Regions from separate parts of the Zea mays genome. Here regions 1 and 2 are each linked to region 3. Evidence: chromatin contacts called from public Hi-C data. All regions are on one chromosome and are shown on one strand. Each heading gives the region's core, a stretch centred on a gene start, on an enhancer-like site or on the middle of the called end of the contact. The rest is flanking DNA. Distances are from core to core; before and after follow the strand shown. Region 1 has its middle 36 kb from the start of LOC541626. Region 2 holds the start of LOC100275802. Region 3 holds the start of LOC100277245.

Evidence for each region. Hi-C and Micro-C count contacts between places; a contact is called where the count stands out from the background.
Region 1: a Hi-C map of ear shows a contact between it and region 3, with 2.9 times the contacts expected there. The contact joins the enhancer-like site here to the promoter of LOC100277245 in region 3. A contact is called at or near these places in 5 of 25 Hi-C or Micro-C datasets (ear, leaf and tassel).
Region 2: a contact with region 3 is called in a Hi-C map of ear, with 4 times the contacts expected there. The contact joins the promoter of LOC100275802 here to the promoter of LOC100277245 in region 3. A contact is called at or near these places in 8 of 25 Hi-C or Micro-C datasets (bundle sheath, ear, endosperm and 4 more).

What each region holds. Positions count from the first base shown.
Region 1 is chr3:149,394,093-149,397,267 of Zm-B73-REFERENCE-NAM-5.0, reverse strand. No RefSeq gene overlaps it. Among protein-coding and RNA genes, the nearest start is that of LOC541626, 36 kb to the right of the region's middle. Within about 2 kb of position 1,612, at least 15 of the 20 cell types and tissues checked have an H3K27ac peak or open chromatin away from gene starts, as enhancers often do. A contact at or near this core is called in ear, leaf and tassel, where this site is marked.
Region 2 is chr3:149,474,601-149,477,985 of Zm-B73-REFERENCE-NAM-5.0, reverse strand. LOC100275802 reads left to right here and starts at 1,831. Exons shown (of 8, transcript NM_001371517.1): 1 at 1,831-2,761; 2 at 3,010-3,078. The coding sequence starts at 2,135.
Region 3 is chr3:149,229,792-149,233,247 of Zm-B73-REFERENCE-NAM-5.0, reverse strand. It overlaps LOC100277245, which reads left to right and starts at 1,911. Exons shown (of 19, transcript NM_001361287.1): 1 at 1,911-2,539; 2 at 2,640-3,162. The coding sequence starts at 1,976.

The DNA of each region.
Region 1 (3,175 bases), core at 363-2,862, 160 kb before region 3:
TTAATGAGTCAGCTTGGTTGTTAACGAGTCAGCTCGTATCTTAAATGAGTTATATGTAACAATTGATGAACATGTTATATGTATGTGTGATGTCTATGGTCTATAAGTTAAACTAATGATTGATGAACTTTGTCTATGTGTTAAATTGGTCTGTGCGAATATAATTGTGGGTTAATCTGATGGATATGTGTGTGAATTGTGAATTGATGAGTTGTGTTAATTTGGTGTTATATTGTTGTGGTATGCGAAACTATGAGTATAATTACTATTTTCTATTGTTAAAATAGTTTGGAATTAACTAGAAATTGATTATTATGTATATATTGTTTTTTCTATTCTATCTCGCAAGCTAAACGAGACAACTTAACGAGCCGAGCCAGCTCGAACTCAAACGAGCTGAGCCGAGCTGGCTCGATATCGAGCCCTAGCTGCATGCGGCCATGCACGCGGTCATGTCCTTGTCTTCTAGAACGTACGAAAAACAGGGGCTGACCCTCATCGCCGCGGGCTCATCGCGGGCGCTTCTCCGGCATTGGCGTGCTTGCTAGCGCGGGCACGAAAACTTCTGTGGGCGGCGCAGCCTCCGAGGTGGAAGTGGTTCGCCGGGCGAGAGGCTCAGCACCTCAAGTCTCTCCACGACAGTGAGGTCATTCATAGGGTCCATGCCACGCTGGACTCCTTCCTTCCGGCACAGGCACGACTGCCCGTGCGCGGCATAGTCCCGACATGTGTGCCTCAAGAGCGGGTGCGCGGTCAAGGCCTCGGGTGCGGCGTGTGGCCGTGTGCAGCGACAGTTCTAAGCATGCCTTGGTTTCTCTTCAACGAGAAGAGAAGATTGGGAAAAAAATTGCATATGACATATCGTGCCATTGCGTAGAGGAATCGAAGATTGTCGCGTAGAACAGTTCGTCTAGGCCAAAGAAACTACCGTCTTGATAGAGAGTTGATGCAGATATGATCTCGCAGCAACGTCGAGATAGAGCGTACTGATAACGTGTTGAGAACTACGTTACCGTGGATCAACAGATCCGCTCCTTTTCTTCCCATCAGCAGATCAGGCGCGATAAGTTGTGGAAGATCTATATCCTTTCCGAGAAGAATGACATAGGAAACACGTGAGAGACAATATGTGGGGTTGGGCTTCTAGTCTCTTTCTATTCTCTATTTCATATGAGATGGTACAAGTTTTGTATAGAGAGATGTGATACCCTCCGAGTTATATTTGGTATGAGCCCACCAAACCTTAGGGTATGGTTTCTTAACAAAATCAAGCCTAATAATAAGACTTTTAATACAACTCATCTAATTATCATGTCTATATAATATTTCAAACGTCAACAGTCTCATCGTACTAACCTTTTTGTTGTTGTTGTTGTTGAGACGGTTCATCGCTCTAACTGCAACAAGAAAGTTCCTAGTACTATGTTGCAGACTGTGCTGGTCCATCGAATTCGAATGTCTGTCTGAACCATGACGAGAGCGAACTGAAAGTCTGAAACTGGCCTTGGGCCAGCTGCCTAGGAATGGATTCCCGACTCCATCCCGAGCTTCTTGACTCACATACGGGCCTTAGTTGAGCTGAGCACACGGCGAAGTCTGGAACGCCAACTGGGCCCCTATATCTTAAAGAAGGCCCAGGACCTATTATTTTGCACGGACCGTGCAACCTTATAAGTAGAGGTAGAACATAGTAATCTAGACGCCAGCTCCTCTTCTCCAACCATCTCCACCATCGCCGTTGTCTGGCAAACATGTCCCTACTCCTTCACACCCGAGCAGCAGGCTGCCGGCGCCGCAGCGTTCACGTCCGTCTGCCAGACCTGAGGCATCGTAGCGCCGAACCAGGCCAAATTCTGTGCGCACTGCCTCCGCGCGCGCAACGCCATCGCGGAGACCGTGATGGGCATGGCGGATCGCGCTACTCGACATCATCAGCATGCGCCTCGCCGTGATGGGCATGGCGGAGTACGACCAGTACAGGTTTGAGCCCCTGCTCAGCAGCCGCCGGCTCGTGGAGTACGTCGTGCTCAACATGGAGCTGGAGCTGGAGCATCGCGTGCTCGGTGTGCTCGGCCCGATGGACCCGATCGCATTATGGGCCCAGGTCGCCCGCGCGTCGGACTTTGGCAAGAACGACACCGTCTTCTCCGCGAAGGCGCGTCCGCGCGTATCGGCTGGCAGCTGGAGCCTGGGGACCATGTGGCATGTGCTAGGGTACGACCTCTGCAGCGTCAGCTCTTGCAACAACCACGACCTGGAGAGCTATGGGCAGCGCCATGAAGATGATGCGGGGGCAGGACGGCAGCGCCAGCGACCGAAGCTGCGCTGAGATTGAAGAACTTGCCATGGCTATCGGATGCATTGAGCTGAATCCGTCCGACGACAATGAGCTCGATGAGCTGCTCGAGGATCTCTCCATTTGATCGGTCGGCTGTGAGTTGCATATGCATGCTCGATCTGATTGCTTTATCGCATCTGGATGTGTCGTTTGAATGCTTTATCCTAGTTGACCATAAATTGCTTATGCACTTTAGTGTCTCGTTGTCAGATTAAATTTGAAGATCTTTAATTTGATATATAATTCAATCCATTATAGCCAGGGCGGACCCAGCCAAAAAACTAAGCCGGGGCATACTTCTAGCCCCATATGAAATTTAGCTGAACATGTACATGAGTGAGGGCCTCTAATTTTCTTGAGATAGGACACTAATGGTGAAAATTTGTCTACTAACTATAGTTAACAAATTTTGAGCCGGAGCCTGTGCCCTCGCTGAGACCAACATGGGTCCGCTCCTTATTATAGCTAGAGCAATATGCTTAATTGTTACTCCTTCCATCCCAAATTTAAATTCATTTTATCTTTTTATATATTCATACAATAGTTAATGTATGTGTTCTATATGTTTACCTAAATTTATTGTCGTCCACATGAATATATACATAAGCTAAATGATTGCTATTTTAAAATTGAGGAAGTACTATCTATCTTTTGGACTCATGTTTTGGGTCCCAGGCCAAAATAACGCACTCTTGGCCTGTTGGGTGTAGAGAAGCCCAAAGTAAGCACTTTTTTTCTAATGAGCTAAATTTTAGTCATTTTACGAGCTACAGATGTAAACAGAAAAAGCTAAAAGTCACTAATTAAAATGATAGTCATTTCTGTTTATTTGATGGT
Region 2 (3,385 bases), core at 582-3,081, 240 kb before region 3:
TATTTAATTTAGCTGTGTAACTTGATGACGAACACTATGAATAATCAATCCATTTTGCCTTGAATCAACCCTATTTTACCTAAGCAATCAATAACCCTCGTCTTTTACAGCCAGCATCAGTGACTAGAGAATTTCCATGCATCAGAGAAAACATCTGTGCAAGTCCGGAGTTCACTCATGCGCCTGCTTCCCTGCTGGCGCCCGTGCATATTATATTCAGTGTCGATACTGTTTGTTTCTATCTGGGTCCGGTGGTCCTTCCTATTAGCTTGACCTGTCAGTGTGCAATCTACCCGTGGTTATGAGAGTTTGAAACTGGAAGGCAACGCAAACCAACATTGGGGGCAGCGGTACTGGTGCATTTTCCTATGTAAATGTTCGTCTCGGGACACGCGGTGTCGCACAGTGACTAGAGAATTTTGCTGACCGGAGGTGCAGACAAGAGGGCAACGACGTACGTACTAGTAGCAAACCAACATGGTAATTAACGGCCATATGCTGCCGTGCCGACCGGCGGATCTCCAGGCCCCTTTGCTTTTTGTCTGTTTCAATCGTTTTGTCTGGCTCACATGACACCGCGGCATTCCGATTAGGGTGGATAACAAGCCAGCTCGTCTCGTCTCGGCTGCTCGACTCGACTCGTTTAGCTCGCGAGCCAGAGCAGAAAAAATAATATGTACATAATAATTAATTTTTAGTTAATCTTAAACTAATTTAATAATAGAAAGTAGTAATTATACTCATAGTTTCACAAACCACGTCAATGTAACACCAAATTAGCACAATTAGTCACTCATCAATTCACAAATCACATACATGTTCATCAGTTTAACCTACAATTATATTTGCATGGACCAAATTAACACATAGACATAGGTCATTAATCATTAGTTTAACTCATAGGTCATAGACCTCACATTTATATAACGTGTTCATCAATTATTCTGTAAATGATATGCATATAGTTTCGTTTTGCTGAAATATGATAACTTGTTTAGCTCGCGAGCTGGCTCGTTAACGAACCGAGCTGCATCGTTAATGAACCGAGCTAGAATGTCAGCTCAGCTCGTGAAAAAATTCAAAAGGGTCGATCCGAGCCGAGCCGAGCTGACCATGAACCGAGCGAGCCAACGAGCCACGAGTATTTCATCCGGCCCTGATTCAACGAGCCACGATTGCAAAAGCTGTAACATGGTGGACCTCTCGGGCCGAATACGTGGGCTTCTCCGTCCTCCGGTGTTGAAGAATACCAACGGCCCACCATACAAAAAAAAACACAACAGTGCGGCCCACCAGGAAGATCCGGAAAAGCCGTGACACCATGGTGTTAAGCTTCAGTTGTGGTGAAAAGGTAAGCTTACTAACTTACCTGTGCCATGACCATGAGTCCATGACGATTCCTCGACCTCAAGGAAATCCCGGATAGGAGAAAGCTCATGTGTGTGTTGTGTGTGAGGCTCACAATTTAGCTAGATAGATGTCCCTTATCTCTGCAAGTGTAGGCCGACATGTATGGCTCCTCGAGCAGCTGTGCCCACTGGTAGCTTTTTTTTTTATTGTTATTATCATTGTACACTTTATATTACCATCAATCGTCCGATAAAGCGGATCTCGTCCCACTAAGACGAAAAAGTTGTGGACTGTGGGAGCAGGCGACGCGAGTCCGCAATGACAGGCCGCAGCAGCCCACCAACCAAGCCTTACCCAATCCGCGGCCCGGAGACGGAGTGTGGCCACGGGCCACACGGCTTCTGACCGAGAGGCCGAGGCGAGGGATAAGAGCGTGTCCCACCGGCCGGCCACCCGCAGCATCTTTAAAATTCGGCCCGGCGCGCGTCGGGTGACGAAAACGGAACCCTGGCTGGTGGAGCGCGGCGCGGGGCATGCGTGCAAGTGCAACCAATCGCCTCGTCGTGTGCGCTCGCCTTTGCTTCCCTCGTTAACGTGAGTAACCTCGTTGGCTGATCAAGGCTTTGACGGCGGCACCAACGTTCTTCCCTCGCCGCCTCGTTGCGTCCGCCCGCCCAGCGCCAACTCCTCGTCCTCGTACATAACCCCCCACCCCACCGCGTACAGCGTTCCCTCTCGCGCCCCGCGGTGAGCTACCCCCGCTCGCCTTAGCTAGCTACCCACCATGGCCCTCCCGCCGTCCTCCTCGCCGTCGTCGCTCTCCGCCGCGTCAGCGCAGCCCACGCCCCTGCACCTGCACCTCCCGACCAAGGCGCCCGGCCGCCTCCCGCTGCTCCCCTTCTCGCGCGCCGCCCTCCCGCCGCCGCTGCGCCTCCGCATTGCGCGCACCAGCCTCTCCCCGGGCACGCCCCTCCCGCGCGCGCTCCTGCCACCACCCTCCGCCTCCGCCGACGCCGCAGCCTCCGACGTCGGCGGCGGCGGCGCCGGCTTCGGCGGCCATGACGACGACGGCCACAACCACCACGGCGGCGAGGGTGGCGGCGACGACGGCGGCCATGGCGACGACGCCGGCCACGGCGATGACGCGCCCGGCGGCGGCGACGCCCGCGGGGAGGCGCTGTTCGTGCTGGCGCAGCTGGGCCGCAAGCTCGACAGCCTGCCGTCCGATCTCGCCGCCGCCGTCGACAGCGGCCGCATCGGGGCCGACATCGTGCGCCGCTTCACCGAACTCGAGGCCAACGGCTTCTTCCGATGGCTCCTCCAGTTCCAGGGCTTCAGGGAGAGGCTCCTCGCCGACGAGCTCTTCCTCACCAAGCTCGGCATAGAGTGCGGCATCGGTCTCGTCGCCAAGGTCACCTTGCCATTCTGTTTTTATTTTATTTTTTTATGAAGAAAAAAAAAACTCCCTCTGTTCGTAAACAGGTGACGACGACGATGTAGCTTACCAAAGAGTTTCTAATGCTGCTAATACTTATTATAAATCTAATCAAGTCTAAGAAAGTTTGACCAACACAACTTATTCACAGTTCTCATGATCAACTGCGTCGAGCTGTGTAGTTCTAATCTGGCTCCTTTTGCACTATTTCACCTTTTGTTCAGACCGTGGCTGAGTTCCAGAAGAGAGGGGACAATTTCTTCAAAGAGATTGAAGTTGTCATATCTGATGTGGTACGCCCGCCTAACTGTGCTTATCTCATATCATCCAGACCGCTTCAGGCTTCATATCTCAACCGGTAGCGCATTGGATTGTCAATCAGGACAAATCCGCACTTTCGTCTTTGCAGCAACAACGTAATGTTTGGAAATTTTGGAAATAAGGTCAATTTCATGTAATGCGATCCCAAATATGTCAGAGCCCTGGCTTTTCCATGGAACCAACCTGTTCATTTCTTATTCTTTTCACATACTGCTGATGAAACATGTCGATCTTTGCAATCTCAGACTAATGGAAGACCTTAAGATCTGTTTTATCAAA
Region 3 (3,456 bases), core at 662-3,161:
TCAAGATAAACATGTATCTGCAAATGATAATACTATGTCATAAAACAGAATAAATTTATTGCATCAGTATTCAGTAAGAAGGAACACAAGAGCAAGACATTTTCAAAGTAACAGGGAAAATGTTAACCTTATATCTTCGTTGGGTCAAAGTTAACAACAAATTAGACATAGTTGGCATAGTATATCAAGTGAAAACCAACTAATTTTTGGAACTTTGGAAAAGGTTTTGGTTTGACCATCAAATCGACATGAAAGCGTCCCAAAAAAGTTGAGCAATAAAAACCATAGGAAACATTCTTGTGAAATGCATTGTTAAGTTCATTTTCTGTTCTCTTGGCATATTTTAGAATTATCCTTGAAAATTTAGAGCATAACTCAATATCCAGGATTGGCTAGTAAATCTTTATGGGGTTCTTTTATGTTTTCATCTTGTATGTCTCTTAATGCACAAGTAAAATAAAATACAATTATAGAATCTTTAGATCCAAGATGAGCCTCATGTTTTGAATAGTCGGTTGCCCGTGTATTGCCACAGTTTCTATATATCGTATGTGTAGACTTTGTCTTAATAAGACACAAAAATGTGTGTGTTCTACTCCCTCCGGTTTCCTATTAGTTGTCGTTTAGGACAACGACACGGTCTCCAAAATATAACTTTAACTAATGTTTTTTGTTAAAATACAAATGAACTCTTAATACATTTATACTTTTATAAAAATACTTTTTATGACAAATTGGTGCATATAAATATTAGGTTCCAAAACTAAATAACAAAATAGTTATTTGTAGTCAAAATTTTGTAAGTTTGACTCGAATCTTATCCAAAACGACAACTAATAGGAAACCGGAGGGAGTATTTGTTAGACGGATGTTAATGTGAAGCCAACCAACAAGGTTCAAACCCTCATTTGTGCACAATTTTACTTTATTTTTGTATTAAGTGGGAAGGATGACCCGGGACGACCATTGAAACTGGTGCTTTATATAGTAGAGATATAGTGAAATTTTAGTTATTCTAAGTCGAATCATTATAAGACCCTATTTAATTCCTTTAGCCACTCTTCTAAATTTGAAGGATTAAACTTTAGTCCATAGAATATTATGTTTGGTTCTAAAAATTAAAACTAACTAAAGAACATTAGCTAATGTATATGAAGACAAAATTGTCTCTAATTAATACATGGGGTTCAGTTCTAGCCTGCCTCTCGTTTTGGACTGATGAGGTACAGACTCTGTAAAAGTGCAAATTTGGTCAACTTTCATCACACGTTGCCGATTGAAGGACTAAAGTTTATGAGGCCTCCTTTAGTCATTCCTTCAGCCAAGTTTAAGAGACGGAAACCAAACAATGCCTGAGTTTTTGACTAAATTCGTTGAAGGGAACAAGAGTAGTTATGGTACCAATGAGATGATTCTAATGTTGATTCAACAAACTAAAGAAGGTTAGAAGGATTGACCGATTGAGTAGAGGGAGATAGAGGGATAGGGGTGAGAAACAAATGAGGTTAGCCTTAGTTAGGGAACAAGTTGAGGCCGTTTGAGTAGGCGCCATGAGCTACGACACCAACATTAAACATTAGTGCAACGTGAGGATTACAATATCGTTCACACTATTTGTGACGTGATATCTCAACACAATGACATATACTGCTACGCGGATTTAGTCTCAGCAAAGGGAAATTTTTAAAAATGACAAAAATAAAATAAATCAGTTTAATTGCCCATACAATAACTTAATTCAAATGTATCCTTGCTTGTCGAAATAAGCTATTTTTCAAAAAAAAAACACAGATGAAATCGTCTGAACCGAATCAATACATGGTCCAAATTTTAATCCTACTTCCCCGCTCAAAAGAAAGCCCAATTTGGTCAGTTTAAATTGTCAAAATTTTAATCCTAGGGCACCCATCTCTAAAAAGAGAAGAAAACTTCCCAAACCCCTTTGGTCGGCCTCTCAGTTCTCAGCACCGCGGCCATGAAGCGGAAGCAGAGAGCCTTGGCGGCCGCCGCCAACGCGGACCTCGACTCTGACGCCGACGAGCCCACTCAAACCACGCTCCCCCTCGAGTCCTTCTCCGGTGACGCCTGCGCCGCCCTCACAGCTCGCTACGGCCGCTCGTCCGCCCCGCAGCACCGTCACCTCCTCGCCTCAGCCGCCGCCATCCGGTCCATCCTCCTCGACGACGGCCTGCCCCTTACCCCAGCGTCCTACCTTCCCGCAGCCGTCTCCGCCCTTCGTGCCGCCGGGTCTGCAGACCCCGCCGCCGCCGCCGCCCTCGCCTCTCTGCTTGTCACCCTGCTGCCCCACATCCCATCCTCCCCGTCGCCCCTCCCGCCAGACGCCGCCTCCGAATCTGCCTCCGCACTCGCCGCCTTTCTGTCGTCCCCCGACGCCTCCCGGCTCCCGACAGGCACCGTGCGCTCGGTAGTCAAGTCCCTCGGCCACGTGACCCTCCATCTCGATGCAGCAGCCGATTGGGATGCTGTGGCGGCTTCTCTGGAAGCTCTCCTTGCGGCTTCTGTGGACCAGCGAGCCAAGGTGAGCGAGATAACTAGTATCCAGTAGTACTAGGAATTGCTGAATCAGCAATAGACCTTTTGCAACCTCGCTCATGTGGATGTCAATCGCTGCTTTCTAGGTTCGAAAATGCGCGCAGGAGAGTGTTGAGAAGCTGTTTGCTTACTTGGCACAGTGTGATTGCACGAAGAAAGCTAGCAATGCTGCAACTTGCATGTTCGAGAAGCACATTTCTTCAGTCCAAAGTATTGTCCATTTGAATTCAGATATTTCTGAGGGTAAAGAGACAGAAGCAGCTCATATGCTAGGTACAATGGTGAATTTAGTTCCATATCTATCAAAGAAGGCAAGGAAGAATGTGTTCTTGGATGCTTATCAGTTATTGAACCCTTGTTTTACCCCACTCACGAGGCACACTATAAGGCTTTTGGTAACCTTGTTGGATCATCTGAAGGCTGAAGGTGTTGAATCTGAGGTGGAGAGTCTTGTATCCTTGGTAGTTGCTTACCTGCCTTATGATGAGAAGAAGCCTGATGATACCATTGTCTCAGCATTTCACCTAATTAAAAGTTGCTTGGATAAACTTGTTGGCCGCTCAAAATTGTGGATGGAGGCCCTTCCAACTGCATTGGAGGCAGTTTCAGGTGTGTACGTGTACATGTCTTATGCACCAGCCTTGTCTAATTATATATATTGACACTTCTATTATGAGTTTATGGTATACACATATCCATCCAGAAAAAATAAATTTCCTATTGACATAATTGGCTGACCATATTTGGAAATACACCATGCTTCCCTCCAATGTTTCAATGTTTCAATAGGAAGGAATTATTCCTTTAGTATATCCTAACTGTTCAAAGCTGCCATCTAGTTTTTTCAGATTGTTTTTTTTTGGGAGCATATCTCATATGCTGTCACCATTTTAATTTGCAGTT